3 separate regions of the Mus musculus genome follow, and regions 1 and 2 are each linked to region 3. The links are chromatin contacts, called in public HiChIP or PLAC-seq and Micro-C maps. All regions are on one chromosome and are shown on one strand. The core of a region is the stretch at or near the end of the contact, and the rest is flanking DNA. Distances in the headings are between cores, read along the strand shown. Region 1 overlaps 9330111N05Rik (RIKEN cDNA 9330111N05 gene). Region 2 has its middle 20 kb from the start of Arrdc3. Region 3 holds the start of 5430425K12Rik (RIKEN cDNA 5430425K12 gene).

Evidence for each region. A called contact is a pair of places that touch in the nucleus more often than the background predicts. HiChIP or PLAC-seq counts read pairs in DNA pulled down with a chosen protein or histone mark.
Region 1: an H3K27ac HiChIP or PLAC-seq map of heart atrium shows a contact between it and region 3, with 14 read pairs. The contact joins the enhancer-like site here to the promoter of 5430425K12Rik in region 3. A contact is called at or near these places in 3 of 484 Hi-C or Micro-C datasets (cardiomyocytes, forebrain and muscle stem cells) and 5 of 115 datasets of contacts at active chromatin or transcription factors (CD8 T cells, embryonic fibroblasts, embryonic stem cells and 2 more).
Region 2: a Micro-C map of granulosa cells shows a contact between it and region 3, with 2.1 times the contacts expected there. The contact joins the enhancer-like site here to the promoter of 5430425K12Rik in region 3. A contact is called at or near these places in 1 of 15 datasets of contacts at CTCF or cohesin (the NIH/3T3 cell line), 22 of 484 Hi-C or Micro-C datasets (the AML12 cell line, the C10 cell line, the C2C12 cell line and 17 more), 7 of 115 datasets of contacts at active chromatin or transcription factors (CD8 T cells, embryonic fibroblasts, embryonic stem cells and 3 more) and 2 of 9 other capture datasets (adipose tissue and pancreatic islet).

The regions. Positions count from the first base shown.
Region 1 is chr13:80,991,194-80,994,022 of GRCm38.p6, reverse strand. The region is part of intron 1 of 9330111N05Rik (RIKEN cDNA 9330111N05 gene); the gene reads right to left. Among named protein-coding and RNA genes, the nearest start is that of 9330111N05Rik, 29 kb to the right of the region's middle. Within about 2 kb of position 1,297, at least 12 of the 459 cell types and tissues checked have an H3K27ac peak or open chromatin away from gene starts, as enhancers often do. A contact at or near this core is called in heart atrium, where this site is marked.
Region 2 is chr13:80,901,754-80,904,459 of GRCm38.p6, reverse strand. No RefSeq gene overlaps it. Among named protein-coding and RNA genes, the nearest start is that of Arrdc3, 20 kb to the right of the region's middle. Within about 2 kb of position 1,444, at least 17 of the 459 cell types and tissues checked have an H3K27ac peak or open chromatin away from gene starts, as enhancers often do. A contact at or near this core is called in granulosa cells, where this site is marked.
Region 3 is chr13:80,939,063-80,941,866 of GRCm38.p6, reverse strand. 5430425K12Rik (RIKEN cDNA 5430425K12 gene) reads right to left here and starts at 1,464. Exons shown (of 5, transcript NR_103550.1): 1 at 1,213-1,464; 2 at 570-661.

The sequences.
Region 1 (2,829 bases), core at 48-2,547, 52 kb before region 3:
GTCCAAGCAAAACTTCCGGTGCTTGCACTCACAAATATGCAGAAGCTTGAAAGCTCTGTGTAACCTTGTCTCTCCACAATATCAAGCCTTCAAAAGGTTGGGCGTGGTGGTATATTCCTGTAATGTTAGCACTTAAGGCTGAGACAGGATGGTCATTAGGTTAAGCTCAAGCCAAGCCTGGGCTACACAGTAAGAATATGTCTCAAGAATAACAATGCTGCCTGGAAAGATGGCTCTGCAGGTGAAAGCTCTAATTCTTCATGCCTGAAAACCTGAGTTTGATCCATGAAACCTGAGTTGAAAAGAAAAACAAACAAACAAACCAAAAAAGTCAGCTGTAGTGGCACACAACTGTGATCTAGCAAGGCTAACTGCATGGAAGCTGCTGGGTGAGCTAGCCTGGAGGGCCACAAACGGCAGCAGAAACCCTGCCTCAACAAGACGAAGATGAGAACTGATAGCCGAAAGCTGTCCGGTGGCCGTGCATGCCATGCATTGGGCACACACATATGCACACAATTTAAAAATTTGAAATAGAACCAAATCACAACAACAAAGCTTCATCCGATGCAATTGGTGTTATTTTGCTTCATGAACACGCATTTGGAAATACCCGCATCTTAGTTCTATTCCCTGATGCTATGATAGAATGCACTGACAAAAGCTACTTAGCAGAGGCGGAGTTTTTCCCATTAATTAATTAATTAATTAATTAATTAATTAATTTGCTTTATATCCTGATTGCAGCTCCCACCTGCTAATCCCCCATCAAACAGACCCTCCTCCCCTTCACCTGTGAGAAAGGGGGAGGTCCTTCCTGGGGAACCAACCCATTCTAGCACTTCAAATCACTACAGGACTAATTAATCCTCTCCCACTGTTGCTAGACAAGACAGCCTAGTTAAGACAACACAGGATGCACAAGCAAGGAACAGAGTCAGGGTAATCCCTCACTCCAGTTGTTGGGGACCCACATCTGCTACATACATGCCAGGGGGGTCCTAGCACCAGTCTTTGATTGGTGGTAGTTCAGTCTCTGGGAACCTCCAAGTGTCCAGGTTATTTGACTCTGTTGTCTTCCTGTGGAGTCCCTATCCTTTTCAGGTCTCTTAATCATTCCCCAAACTCTCCCACAAGACTTCCTGAGATCTGTTTAAAGTTTGGCTCTATGTCTTTGCATCAGTTTCTGTCAGCTGCTGCATGGAGCCTCTCAGAGGACAGTTATGACTGTGAATGCAGGCTGACAGATACAACCATAGCCCGAGGCTCCAAGATAGCTGAAGGAGGAAGGCAGGCCAACAATGAATCTGTATTGGTCCTCAGAGGACAGCACATTACCCCAGACCACCCATACTGGCAGGGGTTGCTACTGCGTTCATTTATGTTCATTTCACACAGGGCACCTGTGTAACCAGGCCAGCTGTGACAAATAGAGCTGTCAACAGTGTGCTCACTTGTTGGATTGTTGTGACAAGAGGCATGAGTGACTTCACAGAGGCAGGTTTTTATATCAGCTCACAGTTTAAAAGTGCAGAGAAGTGAAGGTGTGAGCAATGAAGAGCAGCTGACCATTACGCATTCAGTCAAGGAGCAGAGAGAGCAGCTGCAGTCCAGACACAGCCAAGGGGCAGAGAGGGCTGAGGGGGCAGAGAGGGGCTGAGAGGGCTGAGGGGGCAGAGAGGGGCTGAGAGGGCTGAGGGGGCAGAGAGGGGCTGAGAGGGCTGAGGGGGCAGAGAGGGGCTGAGAGGGCTGAGGGGGCAGAGAGGGGCAGAGAGGGCTGAGGGCCTGTACTCAGCCTGCTCTCTTCTTTTTACTCATCCTAGAACTCAAACTAGGAAGCATTATTGCCAACTTCTAGAATGGGACTTCCCACCTCAGTAAACTTTATCAGCCTAAGGTCTCACCGGCACAGCCAGAGGCTAACTTAGCAGACATGGTCCTTCCCAGACGCATGCAACGGGAGGTCTGTTTCCCAGGCAATTCTGGAGCATGTCAGGTTGACTTACCACTGTCCCAATGCCCACCTTGGCTTTCTCATTGTTTCCTTGTTGAATATTTGTCCCTTTATCAGAAATTATTTTTCTCCAGCATCAAGAAGAGCTTTCTTCCTAGTGGGTCTGCTGGACTTTCAGTTCTGCCCATTATTGCTGAAAATCAAATGCTGCTATTTCATCTTCATATTTGAGAGTTGTTTTTCCACTAACTAACAACTATAGATTGTTTTCTTTTGATTCCTTTTTGATTTTGACCTCCTGGCTCCTTTTGCAAGTGATTACACCATCTCACTCTTGCCCTTAATAGTCTGCCCTTGAACCGGGCGGTGGTGGCGCACGCCTTTAATCCCAGCACTTGGGAGGCAGAAGTAGGCTGATTTCTGAGTTCGAAGCCAGCCTGGGCTACAGAGTGAGTTCCAGGACAGCCAGGGCTACACAGAGAAACCCTGTCTCTAAAAACAAAAACAAAACAAACAAACAAAAAACCCAACAACAACAAAAACAAATAGCCTGCCCTTGCCTCAGGCTTCTCTTACGACTTAGCCTTCTGGTTGTAATTGTTTATAGCAGTTTCACACAGGGTACGGTAAACTATCTGTTTGCCTTGAGACTATTGAATGTGGCTTTACTGTTTCTTTTCAAGGTTGGAAGATTTTGAGCTACTATTTCTTCAAATACTCTACTTCATTTATATCTGATGCTTTCTCAATGTGACTTCTCCCTCCATGTGGTCTGTCACTTACTTATTAGGTCCATGTGTGACCTAATCTCTCTTTCTGTTCCGTTATTCAGACCATACATTCTCTCTTTAATTGCATTGAGACTGCTATTAAAT
Region 2 (2,706 bases), core at 195-2,694, 37 kb after region 3:
GAGCAGGATCTAACATAATTGAGTAGAGTAGCTTGTGTTCACTTTGTACACAACTCATTTGTAGACAGAATCCAGTAGTCATTGAGTTTGTGAGCTTTGGGTGTAACAACCTGGTTTGTGTGGTATATATGTGTTAGAAAATGAACAGAAGCTAACCACGTGCTTTAATGTTAAGCTAGATTCTCCCTCCCCCATCCCCTTCCCTTACAGGTTTTACTAATCTGCAGTCATTAGATCTTCTGTAAGTTTTCCCACTCAAAAGTGACTTAAATGTCTGATCCCTAAAGCACAACACTTTAGCTAATGTATAATATTCTAGCTATAAGAAAACTACATCGTTCTGGGCCTCCTGCTCCTTGCACCTGGTTCCCTGCTAGCTCTGAATATGAATCAAAAGTTTTCGTACGGATTTCCAGTCAGTCCTCCACCTCTCCTAGTGGATTTTGATTGCCCAGTCTGGTCTGCTCCTCATGCACTGCCTGTTTCAATGTTTACTCTCTCCTTCTATGCTCAGTTCAGAAAGTATAGTTTATTGACCTGAGAGGACAAACCAATGCAATCACAATCTAATGTACTCATGTCAAGAGTCTTGGGCTGTGGGATGAATTAGCAGAGACACTGTCTAGTATATATGAATGAAAAATGGCACATCCAAGGCATTTGGGATAACATTGAGTGAGAGGGAATATGTTTTCTCTTATGAATAAACCCTTCCCCCATGAGACAGCTTAGTCTTTTTTTCTATAAGAAGAATGTTTCTGGCTGTACAGAATTGGAAGCCAGACTCAGCCTTGCTTAGGCAATGAAGGAAATTTACTAGCTCATAGAGCTCTCAAGTGCACTGCAAGGTCAGATTTCAGGGATAATCAGGTCAGCTTTCCAGCTCAGTTGACCTTTAGAGTTTCTAGTTCTGCCCAGGCCTGTGTCTTAGTTCATTTTCTATTCCTATAACTGAATACTTAAACCTGAGTAATTTATGTTCTGCAGAGCTGAGATGTCCAGGAACATGGTGCTGCATCTAGCGAGGGTCTCTCTGTCAAATCAGATGAGGCACATGGGGTAGAGCTTAGAATTACAAATAAGCCACCCCTCAGGAGCCCATTAATCCATTCATTCAGGCAGAGTCCTCAAAACCCTATCACCTCCAAAAGGTCCTGTCTATAAACACTAACACATGAATCCTCAGGATTCCATTCCTAATACATGAAATACATGAGACCCATGAAACAAAGCAGTCCACCCCAGCTTTGGCTTGACTGTGACTGAAATTGTTCTCTCTACAGGAGCTTACAGAGAAAGAGAGAACTCTGATCTGGTATACTAGACTAAAGAGAGTTTCCTCGAAATCTCATAAAAGTCTTCGGATGTCCTATTGGGCAACGTTGTCTGGATTGAGTGATTCACCATGGCCTAGGGAACAAGATTAAGCTAACAGAAAAATATGCTCTATAGTGGCTTGTGGCCTATCTTGTGGTGAGGGCTGTGGGTCAGGGGAATGCTTCATTGGAAAGGAAGAGAACCAGACTGCACCAGGCTTTCACTACACCTTCACAGCCAGGAAGTTCCCACAACTATGGTAACTTCCTCAAGTGTTCTTCCATACACAGTGCCTTGTGTCTTTCTGTATCTCCACATCTCTTTGTCTGTCTGCCTACCCCAGTGTGTGTGTGTGTCCATCTGTCTCTGTGTATACGTCTCTCTTTGAGTCTCTCTTGCCATTTTCTTCCTTTTTCTCCATAAAAGTAAATGGCTAGAAAAAGTTCTGTTGGTAGCATTAGCTTTTCTCAGTGCCAGCTTAATCCCTGATAAAGAGCAGGGTAGCTCAAACAACAGAAACGTAGTATTTTACAGTTCAGATGCTGGAAGTCTGAGATTTGGGCTGCTTCAGGACTCCAGTGAGAGCCCACATCCTAGCTCATAAAGGATCACCTGTGCCTTTAATTCCAGCATCCAGACACAGGAGGGTCTCTGTGAGTTTGAGCTAGCTTGGTTTACATAGCAAATTCCAGGATGCCCAGGGCTACATAGAAAGATCTGCCTGCCTCACCATGATGGTAATGGACTAAACCTCTGAAACTGTAAGCCAGCCACAAATTAAATGCTTTTTTGTTGTTGTTTGTTTTGTTTTTGAGACAGGGTTTCTCTGTGTAGCCCAAGTGCTGGGATGAAAGGCATGTGTCAGCACTGCCTGACAAATGCTTTTGTTATAAGAGCGCTGGCTGTGGCATTTAACAAGTAAGTTATTATAATGTCACTGAGAATACAGATAAAAAGGAGAAAAAGTTGGAAACAGTGGATTTCAAATCATGATAAGATTGAAAATTGAGGCTGAAACAATAACAGATCTTCCTGAGAAAATATGAAGAGAGATTTGTGTAAGAAAAGTACCAAAGAACCATCACTTGCCCATGAACGATTTGCTCATCAGCCGCTGCATGACTGTATGGAACTATTGAAAATGAGACGACGGACCCAGGCCTGACTTTCTCAGGGTGCACACTATGTCCATGCTATGACAAACGGACATGTATTGGCCGACTTTCTCACTGAATGAAGGCTACGACTTTATACTTCACAAAGCCCAGTCTGTATCAGTTCATCGAGCTTTCCCACTTCTATCAAATTGAGTGCTTCGAGCACAGTTAGTCATCTATATACTTGAAGACATGGTGAACAGAGATGGTTTTCCCATCAGATGAAGGGGTT
Region 3 (2,804 bases), core at 215-2,714:
CTTCTGGAACTTGAATCATTGAGAGAGCATATGTATGCTGGCACTGTGGAATCTTAAACCACCTAGGATTAAAAACAATCAAAAACCTTTAGTCTGTTTGAAGATGACATTATGGAACCAAACCACTTACTACTCCTCTTTTCACCTGCCAATACAGCAAAAAGTAATGTTGAGGCTACCTCCATCGCCCCCCCCCCCACCCGCTTTCCTTCTTCTATATGTCCCTACATTAAAGAAGGTACTTGGGGGCTCCTTCAAGAAAAGTTGACTCCAAAGTGAGCTCCAGTGGTCAGCCAGGGCCCCATTTCTAGAGGGCAGAGTACAGTTCTGGTATGAGGGCAACACTGTGTGGCTGCCACACACCACTTCCCCCAACCCATCTGCATACATAGGCTGAGCACTTGCTCAGACACAGGGACCCATGAGAACAAGTCCAGTGTTGCTTCACCGATTAAAGGGCTCCCATGAAGACTCATGCAGCTAGTGCCACCCTACAGACTGCCCGAGCTGCCCACAGGAAAAACTAATTACATTCAGATCGCTGGAGAGCGGTCATCCAGAATACATACCTTGCAAAAACTTAGGAACATTCAGGTTGAGTAATGGTTCAGATGGTTTGCAAATAACACATGCTCGTTTTTATGTTGCTAAAGACTCTTTGCTAGGAAACGAAACACTTGAAATTTAATCTGTAATGTTCTCAAGAGTCTTAGGCCAAACCAACTCAAGCTGTGAACGCCTTGGCTCTGGAGAGCCAGGCAAGGGTCAGGGCAGGGCAGTCCCTGGCCTGGCCTGATGCCTCCAGAATAAACCAAACAGCCACCGGAAGTGGTTTCTGGGAGTCAGTAGGTGGCACACTTCCTCTTGAGTCAGAACTGAATCACAGCTGTGAGCCGCAAAAAGGATCTTTCTTTATCCCCTACCTTTTTTCCCTGTTCCCAGCAGTCACATTATCAAACTCTATCAAATGATGTGTGCCTCGCTTAGCTTAGCATATTCCAATGAAGAAAGGGAGAAAGAAAACCATTTGGAAACAAGAAGAGGGTGGGAAATACAGAGGCCTGAACTGAACTCTGACATTGTTTCATAACTAGTCACATTCTAAGAGATGCAAAGGAAAGCTATCTGTAGGTTTCACTGGGGTCATAAGGACCCCAGTTCTCCCAGCTCCTGTCTGACCCACTTCCAGTGAGACAGTTAGCTCTCACTTACATAAGCTGTGTTGCTTAAAATGGCCCTGCTTGGCTTTTCACTTGCTGAACCTGGCATACTCCCCTGTCTGCTGGACAGCCGTCCTCGATGCTGTCCCGAGCAAGGCCTTCGGTCAGCTCTGGGTGAAATGATCCTGTTCTGAATGTACTGAATGCTGTTGGCAATGCTGTAAATTGTTTTTAGTCCCAAGGAAAAGAACTCGGCAGTTACCAACAAGTCACAAAAACAGGCATACTTTCCCCCATCTTCTCCCTAGTGTAGTTCTGGGAATGCACATATATTTAACCACATTTTTATCTGATGACCTTTATGTTAGTATTGCTTTGCTGCTTCCTTTCAAGCCAATGTATTTAGATTGATAGCATGTTTATGAACATGACTTCATAGGCCCAGGCTAAATGCCCTATGTTTGTTTGACTCCTAGAAAACTGATAATCAGCCTGGAATCAGAAATCTTAGTACAATGCTAATATCTCATGGTTCCTGCTGTAAACCAGTCCAAAGTTTAAAGAACACGTTGATTTGTGTTCAGATTCAAGATAAACAGTAATCTGTAACTGTTTATATAGTCCTATGCTTAGTATATGCAGGGCCTTGGCTGCTGTCCTCAGTAGTGTGTGTGTGTGTGTGTGTGTGTGTGTGTGTGTGTATTTATGTATGAGTGTAAATGTGTGGGAGTGTGTGTGTGAGTCAGTATACAGGTGTGAGTGTGTTATGAGTGTGTGTGTGTGTGTGTGTGTGTGTGTATTTATGAATGAGTGTAAATGTGTGTGAGTGTGTGTGTGAGTCAGTATACAGGTGTGAGTGTGTTATGAGTGTGTGTGTGTGTGTGTGTGTGTGAGAGAGAGAGAGAGAGAGAGAGAGAGAGAGAGAGAGAGAATAAAGGGATCTGTGGAGTTGTGGGACCTTGCATAAGTCTCTGAACCTGTCTGAGCCTTCACTTCCTCAGTCTGCACAACAGGTTTCTAACACAAGGGTAGTCTTACTATGAGAACTGCAAGCTTTTCCATAGTGCCCAGGACAGCTCTTGTTTATGCTCAGTCTTTAAGATCAGTTTGTGCTTGTTCTCTTTATTTACAACATCTTTTCGCTGGGAGATATGAACAGCATTTGGACAAACGTGGGCATGCCAAGTCCCGTCTTGCCCAATGACATCATTTACATCCAGCTCCTGTAGCAATTTCATCCACAACACCTGCAACACATGTGACATCAAGTGGCATGTTGGACTCCTTCACAGACTGGTGGGGAAGTGAGCCAGGCAGTTTTCAAAGCCAAAGGCAGCTGTCTGGGCTGGACTGCACTGCCTGTGGATGGCAAGCTAATGGGAAAGGAGTCCTCATCTGACACATGGAAAGGAGTGCCTAAAGGACCAGTTGGGAGCGGGGCAGGGGGGGGGGGTGCAGAGCCAGCAGCAGCAGCAGCAGCAGAACTCATAGCAGCTAGATCTGGCACAGCCAGGTCAAACCAGGCAAAGGCTGGCCATCAGGGAGAAACAGACATTGCCATGAGAACTGAAAAGCCCTTCAGAAATTCGCATCTCCTGCATTTCCTTGATGCCTCTCTGCATTTGCTCCTACAGGGCATTCCTT